Regions from separate parts of the Zea mays genome. Here region 2 is linked to region 1. A link is a contact called in public Hi-C data. All regions are on one chromosome and are shown on one strand. The core of a region is the stretch at or near the end of the contact, and the rest is flanking DNA. Distances in the headings are between cores, read along the strand shown.

The links. Hi-C and Micro-C count contacts between places; a contact is called where the count stands out from the background.
Region 2: a Hi-C map of ear shows a contact between it and region 1, with 1.7 times the contacts expected there. The contact joins the promoter of LOC100277288 here to the promoter of LOC100275272 in region 1. A contact is called at or near these places in 2 of 25 Hi-C or Micro-C datasets (ear and tassel).

Annotation. Positions count from the first base shown.
Region 1 is chr5:197,900,733-197,905,935 of Zm-B73-REFERENCE-NAM-5.0, reverse strand. It overlaps LOC100275272, which reads left to right and starts at 2,163. Exons shown (of 1, transcript NM_001152147.1): 1 at 2,163-2,956. The coding sequence starts at 2,251. The coding sequence ends at 2,631.
Region 2 is chr5:198,482,463-198,487,665 of Zm-B73-REFERENCE-NAM-5.0, reverse strand. It overlaps LOC100277288, which reads right to left and starts at 2,662. Exons shown (of 1, transcript NM_001150898.2): 1 at 1,283-2,662. The coding sequence starts at 2,631. The coding sequence ends at 1,573.

The DNA.
Region 1 (5,203 bases), core at 914-3,413:
GCGAACGCTTGTAACCCCCTACTGCAAGTGCATCCAGCCGCCCTGGGCGCAGGACAGCACGAAGGCCGCGGTTTCCCCTCACTGTTCTCCCCCCTTTGTGTCCCGTCTCGCGCCGACCCATCTGGGCTAGGGCACGCAGCGACAATTTACTCGTCGGTCCAGGGACCCCCCGGGGTCGAAACGCTGACATAAATGGTTGCTCAAATGGCACTACATGAATTGACTCCATGCATAAGCTTTAAACCTAGTGGAGTTATGAAACTTCACCTTATATATGTTGGTAAAATGTGCATAAGTGTGAGGAACGCGTTGGAGTTAGCACATGTTAAGAAGTATATGGAAGAAAAAATGATAGAGGGCACACCAAATAGGAGTTAGACCCTAACATAGATAGCATCACGCTTGCACAGTGCCAGTCTGATGGCTAACCCTAGCCTCGCACAAAATAAGATCGTCAGACTCTGAGCGTTGCTTTGATGTTAGAGAGTGAATAAACCCAACCATGAAATAGGTAAGTAAGTTGTATTGCATAATAGTTTTCATGTCCATGAAGTGTACAATGTGAGGGGTATTTATACAAATACTTAAATACCCTTGATCTATAAGGCTATAATTGCTTGCCCGCTCAAGGACAATTCGGTCAATATCCATCTTTATTAGTCATCGAGTCCTTAGTTGTGTTTAGTCTTCACGGGCATGTTTGTACTTCTAGAGAAGATTCTTTGTCATCTTTGCTTCATTGCCTGAGGATACAATTCTTTATATTGAGGCTTTGTAGATCATTAACGTGGTGCGAAGTCTTCGCGGATGAAGGGATTCCCATATCTTGGGGCTTCGTAGATGAAGATTTACGTATTTTTCCTTTGCCGACAAGGTCTTCAGGTGAAGGGTGGAGTCTTCACACCTGAGTGAATTGATTTGTTCTTTTGTTATAACTTTGTTGCTTTATCTAATGTGATGTTAAATCTACAAGCCAAACAAACAATCATTAGTTAGCTCGAAAGAATGGAAGTGCACCTTTAACTATAGTGAAAACCTCAACAGTAGCCCTCGTGGGTGAAGGCCTACCGCGAAGGTCTTAATCCTGTGCAGTCGTGATCTTTTGCAATGGTTATAATGCCATCACTGATATTTAGAGTTGGCTATTGAAGAGAATAATAACAAATTTCATATTTGTGGTGTTTTAGTTTGACCATCATGGGTTCAAAGAGAGATTTGAATAGTTGTTTTGACCAAAGTTGTCTACAAATATTGTGCTCACAAGTTTTTTATTTACTGGTTTTCCTTGTGCTCGAGCGATCTTGTTGGTCTTGTCCTGGGCAATAGGAAATCTTTCTTCTCGATCGGCTGGTTTGTTTTCTTAGTTTTGTTCATGACGTGTGAAGAAGAAATTTCTTTTGCAACCTCTTCTAGTTCCGAGGAAGACCTATATTTGAATCAGAATTAGTTAGCAGTAAAGCAAGGTTTCTTAAGTTCGCAGTACCTCTGTTGGATGAGGCTGTTCTTGCCTCGTTTCTTCAGAAAAGATCACTAGTATTAGTACATGGTCAAGTTCGTTTGCCAGGGAGCCAATTGGTTCCGAAGCCGATATGTAGTATTTAAGGACTTCTTTACCGCTGGACTTTGCTTCCATGTTTAAGATATTAAGGAAGAAATTCTATAATTATGGGAAAGAAAAAAAAAGAAAGACGTAATAACTCTGGTAACATAAAAGCTGTGCTTCTGTGGGATGCATCATAGACCATAGTGCTAGCGTTTTTGATCGCGAGAAGCTAGGCACATGAGTCCACCTGTAAAGGTGACGAGAGATCCAGATCAGACCTGCAGGGACGCACTGGTGCTAGTCTTGATAAATTCTCCAGTGGCATGTGACGCGTGTGGGGCCCTCCGACTGCCCATGCATCGTAGGGTTTGACACGCTGCAAGTACCATCCGTATCTGTATATCCGCAGTATTTAAACAACCGATCGTGAACTAACTAATCCCGTGGAAATGGAAAAGATTCCACCTGTTGCGTCCCTTTCCGATCTTTACATGGACAGTCACCTCTGAGCTGTCTCACTCGTAAACCATAACCACCCCTCCATATATAAAAAACAAACCCTAGCTTTGGACACGCACAAGTGTTATATATATACTCGTCCGTTGTTCTCTAGCTACTGGCGTTAGAGTTAGAGACCTGCAGGAGGAGACAGAGCTTAGGTGAGCAAGCAAGAGCGAGAGACAACAGATCATCAGATCGGGACATCCATGGAGCTGGAGGCCGCTGCCGCGCCGGCGACGACGTGCAGCTGGAGGGACGGGCGGAAGCTGGTGAGGTGCCCGCGGCTGCAGCTGGACACCAAGACGGCCACGGCCATCGAGCAGTCCACGGGGGCGAGCATCGCCGACTCCGCGGCCGCCGCCGAGGGCGCGATGCGCGTCAAGATCGTGCTCAGCAAGCAGCAGCTCAAGCAGGTGGCGGCGGCCGTCGCCGGGGGCGGCAGCGCCGCCTTCGCCGCGCTGCCGCCGGCGCTGGAGCAGCTCGTGAGCTTGCTGAGGCGCCAGCACGCCAAGAAGCAGGCTGCGGCCGGGAGGCGCCGAGGCCGGTGGTCGCCGGCGCTGCAGAGCATCCCGGAGGAATGCTTTTAGCTAGGCCGCCTGCATGCGTACGTACAGTATGTCTAGTGCTCTGTACTCCATCCACCGTCTGCTTGTATAGCTAGGGCTGCCGCCAGATTTCCGGCCTCTCTTTTCTTCCCGGGTCGCAACCTGCCGATTGGTTGGGCCAAAATGAGCGCCCAATGGTTGCGTACCAAATTTGAAATGTCACATATTTTAATCTGGCATTTGCCATTTGGATCCATCGATCCAAAAAAAAAAAAACTTCTCTGTTTATTTCCGAGATGGTGTACATATCTTGATCTGGCCAATAAAAAGGCAATGATGAACTGGGGGGAAAAGGGACTTTCTTTGCCGTGCAGTTGTTGTGCGTGGCTGTGGGCTGTGGCCGTGATGAATAATAGTGATCTAGCTGATGCTAGCCCTGCTGGCTGCTCTGCACTGCAGTCTGCAGGGGGATGAGAAATGGCCAAATGGTTGCCAGGCCACAAGATTCCTCTCGAGTAGCAAGATAAGATCTATGCATGTACACGAGAGGGTTACAGTTGTGGTTTATGCATGACCAGAAGGGAGCAATTAGTACACCGACATGGCCTACGACTGGGAGCAATTAGCAAGATAAGATCTATGCACGTAAACGAGGGACCAGCAGCTGAGCGTCAGAGGCTCTCAAGCTGTGCGAACTTTTTTTGAAGCAAGCCTGGTCCTACGTACTGGGTGTGCGTTCAGCGGCCAGCTTGATGTAGGAAAAAGTTTATGTTAGTATTTGCTTTAGGTACCAGTTCGACCTGGAAATGGATTTGGATAATCCAAAATCTCAAATGGATTCAAGATGCTTTGGGTTTAGTTGGACGAATGCCGTTTGGATGCGGATAACCATAGCCGTGGCCCATGGCCCATGAGAACCAAACGCATCGTATTCGCTTCCCCGTCGAGTCCCTGGCGGGCAGCGCCGCCACCACTCCACCTTGCTCGGCCCTCGACCGGTGCTAATTATCTCTATGCTGCCACATGCTACGCTGAAAATGGCTACTGTGACGTACGTATAGCAACGGTATTACTGGCCTCCGCGAGTACATACCTGAAGTAGCAAGACTGAAGACAACTCGCGATTCACAAACCCGTAGAATAATCGTCTCAACAAACTCCGAGTAGACATGGTAGCAGAATCGTAGTCCTAAAGACTAGTCCACACACATATATACTCATACGTACCAAATCGTACTAGAAAAAAAGCAATCAAATCACTCTTCTGACTGCCGCTATTCCACGAGCCAGGCAGACGCAACTATCACGATCAGACCACCGCCGGGCGCCGAAGCACGCAGCCGCGGTCGACCTGGGGCCCGCGCAGACAAATGACGCAAAAAAAGAGCCGATAAACCAGCGAGAATGGAGAGGCAGCCAGGCAGGCTCCACGGCGGCGCCGGCCGCCCACCAACGCGCGCATGGGCCACGGCGTGGCGCGGCTGTCCCTAATTGCTTAGGCGAACTGCCCGGGCCACCGCTGGAGCTCGACTGCTCTAGACCAAAGCCTCGCGGTGACAGGCTGACAGCCGAAGCGCAAGGGCAACCCGACGAGACGACAGCCGTGTTCGTGACGCGCGACGGCCCGCACCGCTGTGTCTATTTCCTTTCGACCGCAAGGGGGCAGCTTAGGCCAGGCCGGCCGCGCATGTGACAACCTACCTGAAAACGACCGTGCGTGCCCTGCCCCCGATTGCGAGAGCTAGCTCCGAACTCTCTCGCCAGCCACCGCGCGCGCCAGAGCCCAGAGACTTTCTGGTGAGGCGCGGACGCCAAGCGCGACACGCAACGACCACCTCGGCCGGGAAGAGAGGCACGGACAGCAACGACCACCGGCACACGTCTGGTAGGGCGGGGGAGCACGCGGCCGGGCCGTGCGTCGCGGCGCGCGATCGGACGGCTGCGGCGGGGTGGCGAAACGGTCCGTTCGCCCGTGCATGGCCTGGGGCCCCTGATCAGGCCAGGCCAGGCCAGGTCGCTGCTGTGTCTGTTAGCACAACGACACAAGTTGTGGTGTACTACGCGTCCTGCTTATCCGAAATTATTTCATTTGCCCAACGCCGATTGGGACGTGGATGGAGTCGGAGCTGCCTCCCCTCCGCCCTCTATACGTCACGCTAGCGTAAGCCTTGCGTCACAACATTTCTTCATCTTTTTTTTTTGGGTTCCTTCATCTTTTGTTTATTGAGCGTGGGGGCCCATCGGTCCTCGTAGTGCATGTTACCTGTCAAAACTATTCGCGCGGGGTACGAATATCTAAGAACCTGTGCTGTCCATGTGCTAGCTAGCTTATGTACGTACACGTCTCATCAGCTGTGCATGCCGATGTTGATCACGTTCATCGCCTCTGTACGTTCCTTGCTGAATAAGATAATCATCGATTTGTCAACCAAGGGTTCAGTTTTATTTTCTAGTTTACCGTCATCACGTTCTTCACCGCGAAGTAACTTTGTCGCTTCTCTAAGCTTCATCAGTTGCAAGAAACATCTACCTACGTGTCGAAAAATGCGAGTGGCTCGACTTGGATCCCTGCCAGGCAGATCGAACCGACAGGGTCGATCAACGCTGCTCGATC
Region 2 (5,203 bases), core at 1,413-3,912, 580 kb before region 1:
GACGATGTGAGCAACCAATCAGACGGATTAACATATTTGATTCACTGACTAGCTTGTCACACTTTGCCTAATTACTTTTCTGCCTAAGGTTAGTTCTTCAATTCGAACAACTAACTTTTAGCAAAGTGTGACACAGTTAGCCACGAATCAAATACACCCTAAGACTCTCTAGTCCCCTTCGTCCCCCATAGAACACATGTCATGATTTAGTATATCTTGGCTTGGCATATGGTTCACCTGTGCTTCGGATTGCCCTAAAACTCCAAACAGCCATCACCTTCCTTGTTATTACGACCTGAATGATTTAGTTTTTAATTAAAGAGAAAGAGTACAAAACGCTATGCTTAGACATCTGCAGAATAAAAGTGAAATCATCCTCGTTCTATGCAGCACAAGTGCTGGCGGTCCTAACATTTTAGGGGCCGACAAGGTTTCAAATAGAGACCCTTAAAATTATTTTTAATATGTAAATGTTACTAATTAAACCCTTAAAATACATCTAAAAATATTTATATCAAATAATAAGTAAATAAAAGGATATATATTATGGTATCACCTTGAAATTTTCTTTTAACATGTTTAGATATTTATTATTTTGCTGATGAGCAATTAGATCACATGACTAGAATTGGGCCCTATGAATTCGGGGGTCCGGGGCAACCGCCCCTCTGCCCCACCCTCAGGGCCACCAGTGCAAGTGCACAACACGATAAGTTTTCAACATCTCCAGCTGTTGGTATTATCGATAACCGTCCGTGCTTCTCTTCAGTTTCTCGAGGAAATGATGAAAACAAGTGGATAATTGGTCGCACACAAACAACCAGTATAATTCTATTCCCTGCCGCCCGTGCATCATCTACCTATCATCCACTCATCCTTTCTTTCATCCCAACCATGTCCATCTCCTAACCCCGGAGTACTGGGCTACTGGAACATCCTTTTCAGAGAATTTCCCTCCCCGGGGTGCCCTGTCATTGCCGGATACCAAACCGCAAAGCTACACCAAAATCTAGCACAATCAGACGACAAATCACACATGTAAGTCTGTCTCCACTCTCCAGCAGCTTACCCATCTTATCTCCTATTTTAAACTTCATTCTGCAAATAGTATAGTCTACACTCTACAATGCAAAACAGTATTTTGCACAACTATATATATACGAACTGCTGGAGACAGCCTAACAAAAAAGAAAGGCTTTTGATTCACATAATACTGGATTACAATCAAATTTCAAGTCTCAAATTAAATATTAAGCTCAATTAAAACGCTCAACTCTGATATGGCAAACCTTTATTTAAGCTTGAGAATGAACAGAACATACAATCCTTTATTAAACTAGAACATCAACACAGTATACTGAATTTGAAGGCAATTTTCCTACAAATATGACCCAAATCTACTGGACTGCATGATTATCAAGAAAACTTTAAACGACAGAATCAAGAATTTACAGGAGTGAACTTATATAGGGATTATTGCTGGTTCGAACTGCAAGGATACCGAAGAAATTACCTAGAACCATATATCAACAGTGATTGCACAACAATGATGAATCTCCCAACCCTGCAGATTCAGACTTCATCCAATCTTGGTACGATCCACGATGGCATCTCACCACGCATCGCCATCTCCTGGTCGTTGAGGCGGCACGCAAGTTTCTTCGAGGTACGGGTCTCCAGGCTAAATGCCGAAACGCTGTAGTTCACCTTCTTGCTGCTCACTGAATAGATTGTGTTGCTCTCGAGATTGCCAAACCCCGCCGTCGGCACTGCGAACCCGTGGTGGGAATCTACGAATAGCGCACGCTCGCCGATGCCTGTGAGCTCCTGCCAGGCTGAATTGACGCTGCGGTGGTTGACATGGAAGGCCTTCGAGAAGTCAACGTCGTCGCTGAAGAGGTACATCCACTTTGACTTGACGAGGAGGAAGAGCTCGTCGCCGGCGACAGCGACGCGCGCCTCGGCGGGGAGCTCGACGGCGGGGGCCGGGATCACGGCGGCGATGGCAAGGGTGACCGCGTCGACGATGGTGGTGCGGCAGACGTCCTCCTCGAAGACGAAGAACTTGCCGCCGGCGTAGTTGATGCTGCTGGCGTTGCAATCGTACAGTGCACGGATCGGGGACCAGGAGGCGGCTGTCGTCGGATCGGCGGCGCAGAAGAGCAGGCCTTCGCCGCTGGACGCCATGACGCCGTGCGGAGACCAGTCCCAGGCCAGGTCCTCCGTCTCCGCGAAGAAGAAGGGGAGCGGCGGGAGCGGGCGGGTGGCGCCGGTGAAGGGATGGACGAGGGAAGCAGCCAGATCTGTCGGGTCGATGGCGAGCGCCCATCCATGCGGGGACGCGTACAGGTGGGGGCGGGGGCGGCGGTGGTGCACCTCTGCGGCGGGGTGGGGCAGGCGGAGGTTTGGGTAGATTCGGTCCTCCCGGGGGCAGAAGAAGAGCCGAGACGGGGACGACGGGAGGAGAAGCCACGGCGGCTGCGGCGGCGGGGCGGCCACGGCGTCCCGCGCCGCCGATCGCCATGACGAGCAGACGGAGCGAAACCGGGCGATGTCGGCGAGCTCGTTGATCCTACCGGCGATGTCGGTGAGGAGCTCGGAGGGGAGGTCGGACCATCCCATGGCGGCCATGGCGATCTCAATCTGAAATTATGCGTTTTTTTTTCCTAGGCTGCGACCGAAGGAGCGAAGGACCCTTTATTTTTTTAGAGCGAGTTAGTTGCCGTTATTAATGTCATGACGGGCTTGGCACAAATAACGTCATGGCTGATGGCAATGAGCTTTGCCACTAAGCCATTTTCAAACATAGTTTCACGAGAGATTCTAATATTTGTCACCATCAAGTCCACATTTTATAGACTCAGACACTCAGTTGAACCCACAATTCATAGACACGGTGATAGTTATAACAAGAAGATAACATTGTGAGTGGCAAAAATCTAATTATCTCTTGTTTCACAGACAAAAGGCTATTTTCTCCTATTGACTAACCTGGATGCTAATCTCAACTCTTTATTTCCAGTTATGCCCTTCGGTCATTAACGCCGTTACCTATACACGGTTTCGACGCTGGCGCAACGTTTCGGAACAGAGAAATAGAGGGACGTTGGCGCAATGTACTCGACGCCTGACGCTCAGTGCGTCTTTTGCATTTGGCCAAGCACAGTTAATAGTCCTCAAGCACACAGTTTAGAACCAAGCATAGTTCGTCTTTTTCACTTGGCCAGCTAGCTAGTTGTCTGGCACAGAAAGCAGGAAGTTCACAGCTAACTCAAAAACCATAGATTTTAGAGATGTCCACAGTTCAAAAGGCAAGTTCAAACGTACACAATACAAACAGTATACAGTAAGTTGAAACAGACACATTTCAAACTGATTTCAAACAGCAAGTTCAAACACACTGATTTCAAATAGCAAGTTCATACACACTGATTTCAAATAGCAAGTTTAAACACTTCATACACGCTGATTTCAAATAGCAAGTTCTCACGATGAGTGTTGACATCGTTATTTTGCCAAGGGTAAAAGATGGTAAAAAGAGTCTAATAATGTGCTCAAGAGTACAAATGGCATTTTGTCTGTGAAATGAAGTTTGAAAATGGCGTAGTGGCGAAGCCCATTGCCGTGATGGTATTTGGGTGAAACCCCCCTTTGATACTGACCAATGGGCAAATAACTCCAAAAATCTACATGACCGAGGTGTACCCCTCACCTTTAAAATCAGTTATTTAACCTGCTCCATTTTATAAAACCAAGCTAGTAACCCCTTAGACGGTTTTAGTGAGTAGTTTTGTTGACGTGACATTCCCATCATGACATCAGTTTTGTTTATTCCAATTTTGTGACATTCCCAATATGCATGCTTGGATTGCAAGGTAATAATTAGGGAATGTGTTGTCTATCAACATAATTCTATGGTGGCAAACTTTCATTTTCATGTGCATGCCTATAGGGATAAACAAGCCAAGCCAAGATTATAAGAATAAAGGGTCAAAAAAGGGGCAATTGGAAGAAAGAAAATGACGCAAACAACATATGAGAGAAGATGGCAACCCGAGAAGGTGGCCCCAAAGGTGTGTGGAGCAACCAAAGTTGTTCACTCCATTGATGAGTACATCAAAATAGGAAAAAGTTTCACCTTAAAGTGCCTCAAACTATTATGTACAGGTATTATTTCATGCTTTAGCAAGGAGTATAGTCATCGTCCCATTATTAGCAATCTCATATGACTATTAACTAAGGGGAAAGGGGTTTCATGATATGATGGGGAGTATAGATTGCATGCGTTGAAAGTGTAGGAACTATCTGATTGGATAGAGAGGGCAATTTACAGAGGGGGACATTAGATCCCCAACGATCATGCTTGAGGTGTTTTTCTCATATGACTTGTTGATATGGCATGCATTTTTGGGACGTTGGGGTCGAATAACGACGTCAACGCGCTCAAACAGTCGTTGTTGTTCACTGGCGTGCTCAATGGTGAAGCACAAAATATGAACTTCACGTTGAATGGTGACGAGTACAGCCAAGGGTATTATCTCGTTGGTGGTATCTACCCTCAGTAGTCGGTGTTTGTGAAGACCATTCCCCTCCCATAGACTCTAAAGCAGCGGATATTTGTTATATACTAAGAATGCGCACAGAAGGACGTAGAGAGAGCATTTGAGGCCCTAGAGGCTCGATTCTATATTTTCGCTACCCCGTATCTTGTGTTTTCCACCAAGTACTGAGTGTGATAATATGTTTATATACCATTCTACACAATATTATCATTAAGAATGAACGTGGAGGATCATATGACGTTGACGATCATGAGGTAGTCTATTCCTCTTTTGCAACACCAACTGTAACTCTTAAAAGGGCTTTACGGCCATCATGTGACATGAGACCACATGCTAGCTCAATACATAATCAAATCTAAAATAATTTAATAGAGTATGTTTAGAATCTACGCCCTTGAAGTAGATTTTATTTTATGAATTATGTAATTTTTATATTTTTTAAGCAAGATAATTTTTATTTGTTTTATGGATTGTTTATTTTTATTTTTTTAATTAATGTAATTTTATGAATTAAGTATCTTTTTATTTAACCTTTATCCGCAGAAAACATTCGATATGATGATGTGATAGGAATCAGGTGGATCGAGAAATGGACAAAGGGAGGCTAATTTCCTAGAGATGAGTGTGGGCTAGTTTAGAAA